2 separate regions of the Sus scrofa genome follow, and region 2 is linked to region 1. A link is a contact called in public HiChIP or PLAC-seq data. All regions are on one chromosome and are shown on one strand. The core of a region is the stretch at or near the end of the contact, and the rest is flanking DNA. Distances in the headings are between cores, read along the strand shown.

Region 1 (5,462 bases), core at 2,249-4,748:
AAATGTGGCTGTATTCCAATAAATCCTTATTTGCAAAAAGAGGTGGAAGGCCGGATTTGACTAATAGAGTGTAGTTTGCTGACCTCTGACCTAAACTTTATATACCCAAAAACTTAATTCATATTTTAATATAACTTTACTATTTCAGGAATGATATGACCAGGTAAGTACAAGTTCCAAAAAACTTATTGTTTAAGGAACTACAAAGATTCTCATTTGAACAGTTGGACTGTTCAACCAATGGATGACTTACTTTCCAAGACCCTGAAAACCTCACCTTAAAATACTTGCCTCACTGTGTCCATCTGTCCCAAATGATTATATCTTGATACTTAACAAAATTCTAGTCAAGCTTCCCACATTAAAGACCCACCTTAAACCTAACTTATACATCATAAATATCCCTCCTCCTGCTATGATCCCTCCTTCTACTACGACTGGCTAGATAATGCTCTCTTTTACTGTGGTAAGTAATAAACTCAACTCCGTCTCATCAGCAGATTTTACGGAGGGATTTGGAAGAACTGCTTGATTTTGACAGAGGTCTCATGAATAGTGCTGTGATGAACATTCTCATGGGTATCTTTTGGTAACAGGTGTGTTGGTAATATGTGTGCACTCTCATTGGAAACGTCTGTATTGGAGGAACCGGGTGTGGGGATATTCAGTTTAGGAGAAACTGCTAAACAGTTTTCCAAAACTACTTTCAGACCTTTTGATTTTGGAATATATCATCTATTAAAAATTAAATGACAATACAAAAAATAAGACTATAAAAAAGCAGAGTTGATATAGTCAAAATGTGGGATTATCTAGCAATCGATAAAGGAAAAACTGTATTTTATGGACAAAAATATCCTGGTTTTCAGAAAGATATATATTATGCTGAAGCAAATCCAATTTGTCAAGATCTATTGCAGCTGGGACCAAATATACCGCAAGAGCATTTGAGTCTTTCTGCTCTAATTCCATGTTCATTAAGCACACTCTCAGTTATGAATTCTGTTTCCCAAGGTACCTGGCGTATAAGACACCCCTTCTACTTTGCTTCACATCCTTTTGGGCTCACATCTGATTTCAGCTATAGCTAGAAGAACTAGTTGTGATCTGTGCAGGTTTTGCCTCACATTGTGCTGGAGGTATCAGGCCTCCGGCATGCCTTGTGTGAAGTTTACTTTTGGCCCTAGGGCTTGTTCTGTGACACAGTCTGGGACACAGAAGAGGGCCCTGATGTGGGAATGTTGGAGAGCTAGCATTTCCTGGGGCAGTGCTCAGCCAGTGATGGATAAATGCTTTGCTCAAGTTCTGGATCTTTTCCTGAGTCAATCCTAGCCCCTGAACCAGTTCCAGGAGGCTTTATGTTAAGCAGCATGGAAGTTGGGTTCTTTTACCCTTTAACATCAGCACTAATGTGATGTCTGTGATCCATATTCAGTTGCATACATTTAAATTCTGGAAAAATGTTGTAAATTCTGTGTGAAGTTTGGAACCTGAGGGCTGGGCCAGATAGGAGAGCAGACTCCATAGTCCCGCTGAGTATTTCGTCTGTGAACATTGATGGCAAATCCTGTCTAGATTGTGAAAGATCCTATGGAAGATGCTGCAGTTCCAAGCCTGCATATTATCCCTGTCTGCCAGCCGCTGGCCAGCTGTCATGAAGAATGCCCAAACTGTATGCTAATACAGTAACTCAGATGCTCCACCCTCTACTCTCAGGGTGACCAGGCTGTTGACCTTCATGTGACTCTATCTTATACCAGGTATTTTTCAAACCTTCACACAAAGCAAGTTCCTCACACAATTACAACTTGAGCTTCCATACTGCCCCCTTACAATTTATGAACATTTCCACCGCAAGAGCTGACCCGACCTTAAAGATTTCCTATGCTGCCCTCAGTGCGACAGAACAAGGACAGTTGTAGAGCCACGGCTTGTAAGCACTGTGGAGGAAAGAGATCCAGACAGATATCCAGAGTGAAGCCTGGGTTTGCTCTTCTTCTTCTTTTTTTTTTTTTTGCTATTTCTTGGGCCGCTCCTGCAGCATATGGAGGTTCCCAGGCTAGGGGTCTAATTGGAGCCGCAGCCACCAGCCTACACCAGAGCCACAGCAACTTGGGATCTGAGCCGCATCTGCAATCTACACCACAGTTCACGGCAACGCTGGATGGTTAACCCACTGAGCAAGGGCAGGGACTGAACCCGCACCCTCTTGGTTCCTAGTCGGATTTGTTAACCACTGCACCACGACGGGAACTCCTGGGTTTGCTCTTCTTATGCCATAGACATGCTCTTTGAGCATAAAGCAGGGAAAGTTCCTGGACCCCTGTCAAATAGTTCAGGTCATAAATGGGGAGATATCTCTTCTCTTACTTCCCTCTTCCAGGTGAATATTGGAAGACCCTTTTCTGGACCCTCCTTTGTACCCCATATTCAGCATAACCTGCTCAAGGGTTTTAAAGTGTGCAGGATCTGCTGGAATGGGAGGTCTGTGTACTGCAGACCATGTTTCACCTTCAGCGAATGGCTACTATTTAGAAGCCTCTCACTAGTCACATCCAGAGAATCCCTGGCCTCATGTGCTAGAAGGCCCAGCTTCTATCTGTCATATTCTTTGTATCTCTCCTTCTTTGTAGTTCTGTGGGTTTTTTCTTTCTCTTTAAAATACCTCTTTTTCCATTTCTCTCTTTTTCTCCCTCAGTTGTCAACTGCCTCTTTAGGCTTTTATTGAATAGAGTTCTATGTTTTGATTTCAATGCTTAATTTAAATATAACAGGGGCAGATTTGACTTCAGTATAACTTGGAATTTTTTTTTTTCCATCGTAAGCAAGTATGCGTCTGGTTATGAAACTCTGTGATCTCTGGTGAAGTTATTTTTCATTCTGGATCTGTAAGCAATCCCATTTGATAGGTGGGTTCTGATCCAATCACCATTACCATAATGCTGCTTTTTCCAATGTGGCAGATGTAAACTGTTCTACTACAGTGGGGTTATATCAGTCAGGGTCCCAGCGGGAAACAGATGACATACTCTAAATGGGTTAATTTAATGAAAGTTTATTCTCAGAGTCTCTATTTAAAAAGGCATGGTATAAGGGAACCACAGGGAGTGGTGGTATGGCAGAAGTGGAGGTGTTACTACCCCTGAGCTCACAGAACTTGCAGAGCCTTAGTTTCCTGGGGAAGAGCAGTAACATTTTCAGGGGGATTTCCATCTTGAATCAAACTTGCAGGGAGGGAGCCTTTACTTTTCTTCACAGAACCGCCTGGGGTTTCCATTCACTGAACTCTACTGAAGCCAGAGGATTTTGATGTCATCACAAGTCAGCTGCCTGGGAGCAGAGACCAAGATGGTGGAAATAGGAGAGTGGCTTTGGAGGGGCTAAAAGTAGATATCTAGCACAAGGATCCTGGTTTTGCAAGTCTATACTCATTTAAGTCATGATTAAGTATCATTTAAGCCTTACCACTCTGGGTGAGGAACTCAATATTATTAGTCATTTGTTAGTCATCCCTTATTTTGGGTCACAACCATTATTTTGGGTTATATATAATTACATACAACTTCTGTGGTTCTGACCAGATGTCTTCTGGCCATCTCTCCTGGTTGTATATAAAGCCCTGTGGAAGGCTGATCCTCTACTGTCTCTCTGGAATTGCTGTTCAGGGAAACTCAGCTGCTGAGTGTTTTTTTTCTTGTTGTTTTTTTTTTTTTTTTTTTTTTTTTTTTTTTTCACAATTCAGAGGTTCCCCTTTCAGAAACCATGAGTCTTCTTCCATTTCCCATTCCTCATGTTGGTTCCTTCACCTGCACTTGAAACACATGATCTCCTTCATTTCCCCATTTGACAATGTGGTCAAATCTCTTAGTGGACTTAGATCAGCATTGGAATACTCACATCTCTACAGGGACCAGACAGGTATTTAAATGAGTGTTGGGTGGATAAGTATAGGGTGGAGCTGTAAGTCCAAGAAATATTTCACATTCCTTTTATTCTACAGTCAGGTAAATCACAGAGCCAACGTGATGCTAAATGACAGCTAAAGCTTGAATTCAAGAAATAGTGGGGCACTGGCTTCTCTACTTTAGCTGTTTGCTTCCAACTGGGACTATAAGCTATTTTAAGATACATTGGTAATTCAGATTTTCATGTAAAACCTCTAAATTTTTCAGCACTGACAATGGGAAGCTATAGCAAGATATGAAGAGAAATACTGCAGTGTTACAAGGAGGGGATTAAGAAATAAACTTTTTGGGGGATAATTTACAAAGCTGAGGGTCAAGACAATAGGCAGGTAGTTCCCTGCCCTTTCATCATCCCACAGGGGAGTGGGCTGGGTCACATGAAGCTGCTAGACCTCAACTTCCTTTGGAAGAACTGTGCACACTTGCTACTATTATTATTTCTAGTAATGCATGTGTGAAAAACCATCTGGGTGTAGGGAATAGAGTTTTGAGCTTAGGCAATAAGCAATGTGGAGTAAACACCATCTATGCAGGGAGTTGTTTGGAAATACCAGATGTTACCTGGCAAAATCATAAGAAGTTGGAGTTGCCTTCCTGAGAGAAGGAAGCCCTGTTCCAACGGAAAGTTGGGCTCCCCAAGTGCTGGTTAGCTCATTGCTAAAAACTTGAGTTTTGTTAGATATTCTTGTTTATTTCTCTCTACTGCTGCTAATTCAGAAGTTTTGAAATAAATGCCACTAAAGATATGCCAAAAAAAAACCCAAAACAAAACATGTCTTGAGTTTGAGAAACTTTCAAATAGAAATTGGAAAATGAAATATCTACCTAGGGATTTTCTACAAAGGTGAAGACTAGTCTTAAACCTGAATTTCAACTCTCACACTGAAAAGACATCCTCCTTTCCCCTGAGGTCAGGGAAAACCCAAATATTAGGAGGAAATTAAATGACTCACTATTCTCCTGGGGAACAGAGGGATACATTTCATTTTTTCCTGATGAATCTGTAGCAGATAAAAGCAAAATGCAAGATGTTTTTCAATACCCTGTTATAGTAGATTCTTTTAAAAAAAGTTTTATCGAAGTATAGTTGATTTATAATGTGATAATTTCTTCTGACAACAGAATGTTTCAGTTATACATATACACACATCCTTTTTTTTCAGATTCTTTCCCCATATAGATTATTATAGAATATTGAGTAGAGTTCCCTGTGCTATACAGTAGGTCCCCATTGGCCAATCATTCTATACACCACTGTGTGCATATGCCAATCTTGAGCCCTCAGTTCATCTCTTCCCCCCAACCTGTCTCTTTTGGTAAAAAAAGTCTGCAAGTCTGTTTCTGTTCTGCAAACAAGTTCATTTGTATCCTTTTTTTTTAGATTCCACATATAAGTGATATCATACAGTGTTTGTCTTTCACTGGCCAACTTCATTTAGCATGGTAATCTCTAGGTCCATCCATGTTGCTGCAAATGGCATTATTTCCTTTTTATAG
Region 2 (5,463 bases), core at 1,057-3,556, 150 kb after region 1:
GTGATTTCATCTTAAAGGGACCCTTTCTTTCTTTAAATTACTGCTACTTATTCTTTGTAGCGTTCTGTATTTACTTTTAGAGTAAGAAAGGTAAGGAGAGAGATGTTGTCCTTGTCCATAACCTTGTACCTTCTCTCTCTCTTTTACTTTTCTGTTTGTCTTCTTTGTCCTTTACTAGGTTAGATATTCTTCACTGAAATACTGTTGAAAAAATAAAATACATCACTATTTTATATTACTTTATAAATCTTCATACAATTTCATGTTCACCGTCTTGTCGTATCTTCTTAGGAACTTACAAATTAAATGGAATTGCTATTATTAAAGCTTTTGAAAGCTACACAAGCTGGGGCATGTCTGAAATGTGATGGAGCAAGAGTTCTAATTCACATTAAGGCTCTTCGCCCCCCAAAATAGTTCCCTATAGTGTACTGCCTCTAGGGTGTGGTTCTTTAAGGCCTAAGAAATAAGATACAGTCAGTTAGGAAGTGTCTATTTAAAATAAACGAAGCAAATGCTCATATATCTTATGCACACATTAGATAATTTTTAAAAGTAGATTACCTGTTTCATTGGAGTAAAACAGACATTGAGGTCTTAACCTCTGTGGAATAAGGTGCCCACCTGGGCTATTTTGAGGAGTTAAAATGTAATTTTGGATTTTGGATATTATTTCAAAACATGCAGGGTCTAATTCTTTTTCTTGAATGATAGGAGATCCTTTTGTCCTTTTTTATTCATTAAAAAATAAATGCCATGGATTTGCTGTTGTGGCTCAGTGGGTTAAGAACCTGACTAATATCCATGGGATGTAGGGTCAATCCCTGGCCTCACTCAGTGGGTTAAGGTTCTGGCATTGCCATAAGCTGTGGTGTAGGTTGCAGATGCTGCTTGGATCTGGTGTTGTCATGGCTCATGGCTGTGGCATAGGCCTCGGCTGCAGCCCCAGTTCAACCCCTAGCCTAGGAACTTCCATGTGCCATGGCCATAAAAAGAAAAAAAAAATAAGGCCAAATATTGTGCTAGACACCTTCAAATCACTAGTGAATAGTCTCAAAATGACATTTCCTGCCCCCATTGTTTCCCTAAAGGAAAGCAAAGTTATAATCTTATATGATACTCTATAATTTAAGTTCTTGGTTTAATATTGTAATTTTATGCCTCATGCTTACATCTGCATTTTAATAAATGCAAAACAATGTGCAGTTCTTGGTATGTCTCCAGGGATATGTTTTCTATCCTTTTGTTATTTTGCATTGATTTAGAGCCTCTTCTCTGGGCGGTTTTGCTGTCATAAGTTGTGTCTTTAAGTGATGGCAATATTATCATGCAGAAGACTAATGTTTCCATTAATGCCTAAGTTATTATTTAAAAGGATAATTATAATAATTCTTCACGAGAATCTTTACCTTCCTGGAAGGCAAGGGAGAGGCATGTTAGATGATTCCTTCTCAGCAGCTCAGGAAAATGGAGCTATTTGAAGTCTGGTGACTTCCTATGTCCCTAGGTATAGATCAGACATGAAGGAGTGACTAGCAGTCCTTGACCCAGTGGTGACAACTGACATGGTTCCTTTTCAGGATGGCTTCCCTGTTTCAAGACAATTTGCTGAGTTACGCTCTGCCCCTTTCCTTTGCATATCCTTTCCTGGGGAAGCAATTTTGGCCCCTGGTATCACCATTCTCTCTCTTTTTTTTTTCTTTTTTAAGCTCTGTAGTGCGGCATATGGAAGTCCTCAAGCTTAAGGGTTGAATTTGAGTTGCAGCCACAGCCCTACACCACAGCCACAGCAATGCCAGATCCAAGCTGAGTCTGGTTTGTGACCTGCACCACAACTCGCAGTGACACCTGATCCTTAACCCATTGAACTGGGCAAGGGATCAAACCTGAGTCCTCATGGTTACTAGTCAGGTTCATTATCACTAAGCCACACTGGGAAGTCCACCATTTTCTCTTAAAAAGCAACTGCCACATTGAACTGCTATGACTTGCATCCTCCAGCCAGAAAGCAGTCTTGACTTGGCCTCCCTCTATCCTTTTAAACATGGTCTGTGGAATGAGACTTTCCCATCCCTGTACGAAAAGTTAGGCAGGCTCCATGGCTTTTCTCATAACTCTTGGGAAATATGGTTTTCTGGTAACTTCAGATCATAGACAACTGTCTGAGTTTAGCAATTTTACTGTCAGTTGCATGTCATAATAAAAACTTTTGTTTGGTGTTAATGTTGAGGCTTCTTCCTGTCTAGCAGCTCAGATGGAAGCCTGGATTTGAAGTGGGGGTTGGAGAGATTTATTACCTAATCTTCTTCTCCTTTCTTCTCTGACTCACCCATAGAAGTTTCTGACTCTTCAAGGGTTGGGAGTGAAGAAGAAGAAGAGGTAAAAAAAGACAGTGAGGACATTATTTCACGGCTCCTCATGCGGTGATGCAGCATCTTGGCAGGTGTTTACAGCTGACAACCTAATAGATGTTTATTGTTGACTCTTTTGTGAGAGCTTTGTGAGTTTCTGCACTTTGCTGCAAGATCTCAAGCAGGGTCAGCTTGCTCTTGGCTGTATGATTAGTACATGTGTCTTTTTCTAGTAGAATATGATCCTTTATTACTTTGGCACAAGCCATGCATTTTATTCAGTGCCTGATAAATGTGTAATATTCAACCGAAGACGGACAAATAAACAGTACGTTAAACCAGGCTGGTTAGTCAATCTAGGGGAAAAAGTTTATACTGACAGGATGTATGGGGTAGAAGAAAGTACAGATAAACACAGTATTAAGATAATATTGATATTGCAAGTAGACAGGTATAGAAATGATGGGATTGAAGTCATCACAATGGGAAAAGACATCCGGGAAAAGAAAGAAGAACATAAAGATAGAAGTTGTGTTGCCAAATAAAGAGAATCTGCATGTGATTGTCTGTGAATCAGAAACTGGAAATGTAAAAGAGGAAGTTATACAAGTATATTGTATTTGTGGTTGGGCAGAAAATAATTTCACAACAGCATACGACCTAGCAGGATTGAACAGCTCAAAGTATCTTTGCCCAAATGCTTCTAAGGATTTAAGTAGTCAATAAAAACAAGGAAGAAAACAGATCAATAGATATCATTATTCTTTTATAAGAGAAGTTTTATATGTTTTTTCTTTTTTTGTAAAAAGGCTGGAAGTATGTTATAAACAGAAATTAAATGGTTGAAATAAGAGCTTAATTTAAAAGCAATAAGGCCACTAATATGCTCACTAAATATCAGCTGACTATTAGGAACCTATTTAATGAGATTCCCAGCCACTAAAACCACCATGTCTATCTGTTAAGTAGCTGTTAAATATCAATAATTTTGTTTGTTATGAAAATATAGTTAAACTATATTATAACACAGTAGGAAAGCTACAAATAATCCTAAGTAATATTTTTGAGTGCTTATTATAAGCCAGGCACTCTTCTGTAGTTTCCTGGGCGGGCTACCAGGTCAGTATCATTGTGTCCTCATTCACAGTTGGGGGAACCCAGGCCTAACTGAGCATAATTAACCTGCTAAGTTCACACAGCTGGTTAGTGGTGTGAAGCTTGAACCAAGGCAGTCTGACTCCAGAACCCATGTTCCTACCCAGTGGCATCTGCCATAAAAAGTGTCCAGCAGCCCTAGTGCAAATCTGATAATGGCAGCCTTACCAGCTATCTAGAGGCTGGGTGATCTGATTTTCAGCCCAGACCTTCTTGTGGTCTTTGTCACACTGGTGGTAGGAGGTAGTTGATGATCTGTTGACTGCAGGTTGTCATCTGTTACAAGTCCTAACAATCATGGCTGCCCATACCTTCAGCCAGATTAAGAACTGGAGACAGGAAAGCAGGGTTCCTGAAGTCTCAACCCTCCTAACTCTTTCTTTGTCTCAGGTTTTTTAATCTTTCATCACCTGCTGCCCTCAAATCCATCATCCTTTTGTTAACCACCTGAAACTCTTTCTCTTCCTCCTGCATTACCTCATTTTGATGCTTCCATTTTGCTTGTTCCCTGGGTTGGCGGTGATGTTATAGGGTAAAAACATTTCTTAAAGATTCTCTGATTGCTGAGAGTAGAGAGTAAGTGTTGGTAGAAATCTGGTGGCACAGGGGACCACCCCAAGGTTTTGCATTGTAGTATCATATTACAGTTCTTATTTGCAGCAAACCGTGAATAATGAAAGCCTAAGACAAAACAGAACAAACTCTGAAAAGGAATGTTGTGCTCACATAATTGTTGCTCATCAAAACCACATTTAATAATTACAGCCCATAGCAGGATTTGACTCTCTGCAACATCATTAATAATTAATCCCCTAAACATATTGTTGACTGCTAATGAATACATTCCAAGTTTATTACTCTCTCAGAATTATTGCCCAATATATCAATTTGTTTTCTTATTTCTTTTATGTTCCCTAATTTTTAAAAATTGAAATTAATGTCATTGCATACTCTTCCATAATTCTTCTAAAAACTCATTTTCTCCCTAGAGCTTAGCTACCAATAAAAGTTCTGAATAATCAAATTGTAGCTATCTTGTTACCTTTCATTCGGCTAAATTTTAGATTTATGCCCTCAGGTTAAGAATTGCATCGTTGGTACCTCAATACAGTGCCAACTACATTGTTACCTTTTACAACTAGACAGTGACCTTAATAATAACATATACAAGAGCTTATTAACTTTAACTGAACATATTAACCTTAACGGAGCATTTACTTTTAAGGAAATAATTATACTTCCACACTAGACTATGTGGGAGTTGAAAGTCTGGAAAAGAAACAGCAAGACCGTTATGTAAGAAACTCAGCTAAACTTAATCAGCTGAAATAAAACACATAATTCTAGAAATAGTATATAGTGAATGACACCAGTGAGTTAAGCCACATGGCATATATGACAGTTTCCTGAGTTAGAGATTGCATAGTCGTTCTTTGCAAACCCATTCTATTGCCTAATGTTGAAGTTTGAAGAAAGCTCTTTGCATAAGATCTGTATTTTCTTGATAGAACTTTCATCTATTTTTTTTTTTTTGGACTATAAGCCCAAAGCTAAGAACAGTTGATTCTTGAACTCTCCCATTGGTCTGAAAACTCCCATTAAGTCAAGTTTATACTTCTCTCTCTAAGCTACATATCTGTTGTTATTCACAGTTTTGGTAAACTTGGTTGCTATCTCCACATGAGTGGGCTGCATAATGTAATATGTGACCCCTTTACAAACATGGGGTGCTTACATAAGTGGCCATGTTTAAATGTTTTCTACCACCTGCAATATTCTGATTTAATGAGATTTTCTACCCTAGCTTTGTATTTACCAACTTTCAGAAACCCAACAGGTGACCTTAGAGACCCAAAAAAGTGGTGGTGATGGAACTAAATAGATCAAAGAAGAATAAGATTTTTTGTTTTTCCCTGTGCAGACTGATGCATGTTTTCATAGATAACAGTTGATTACT

Evidence for each region. HiChIP or PLAC-seq counts read pairs in DNA pulled down with a chosen protein or histone mark.
Region 2: a contact with region 1 is called in an H3K27ac HiChIP or PLAC-seq map of alveolar macrophages. The contact joins two enhancer-like sites. A contact is called at or near these places in 1 of 47 Hi-C or Micro-C datasets (epiblast stem cells) and 1 of 2 datasets of contacts at active chromatin or transcription factors (alveolar macrophages).

What each region holds. Positions count from the first base shown.
Region 1 is chr8:88,300,468-88,305,929 of Sscrofa11.1, forward strand. No RefSeq gene overlaps it. Among named protein-coding and RNA genes, the nearest start is that of SLC7A11, 300 kb to the right of the region's middle. Within about 2 kb of position 3,499, at least 1 of the 83 cell types and tissues checked has an H3K27ac peak or open chromatin away from gene starts, as enhancers often do. A contact at or near this core is called in alveolar macrophages, where this site is marked.
Region 2 is chr8:88,448,800-88,454,262 of Sscrofa11.1, forward strand. No RefSeq gene overlaps it. Among named protein-coding and RNA genes, the nearest start is that of SLC7A11, 160 kb to the right of the region's middle. Within about 2 kb of position 2,307, at least 3 of the 83 cell types and tissues checked have an H3K27ac peak or open chromatin away from gene starts, as enhancers often do. A contact at or near this core is called in alveolar macrophages, where this site is marked.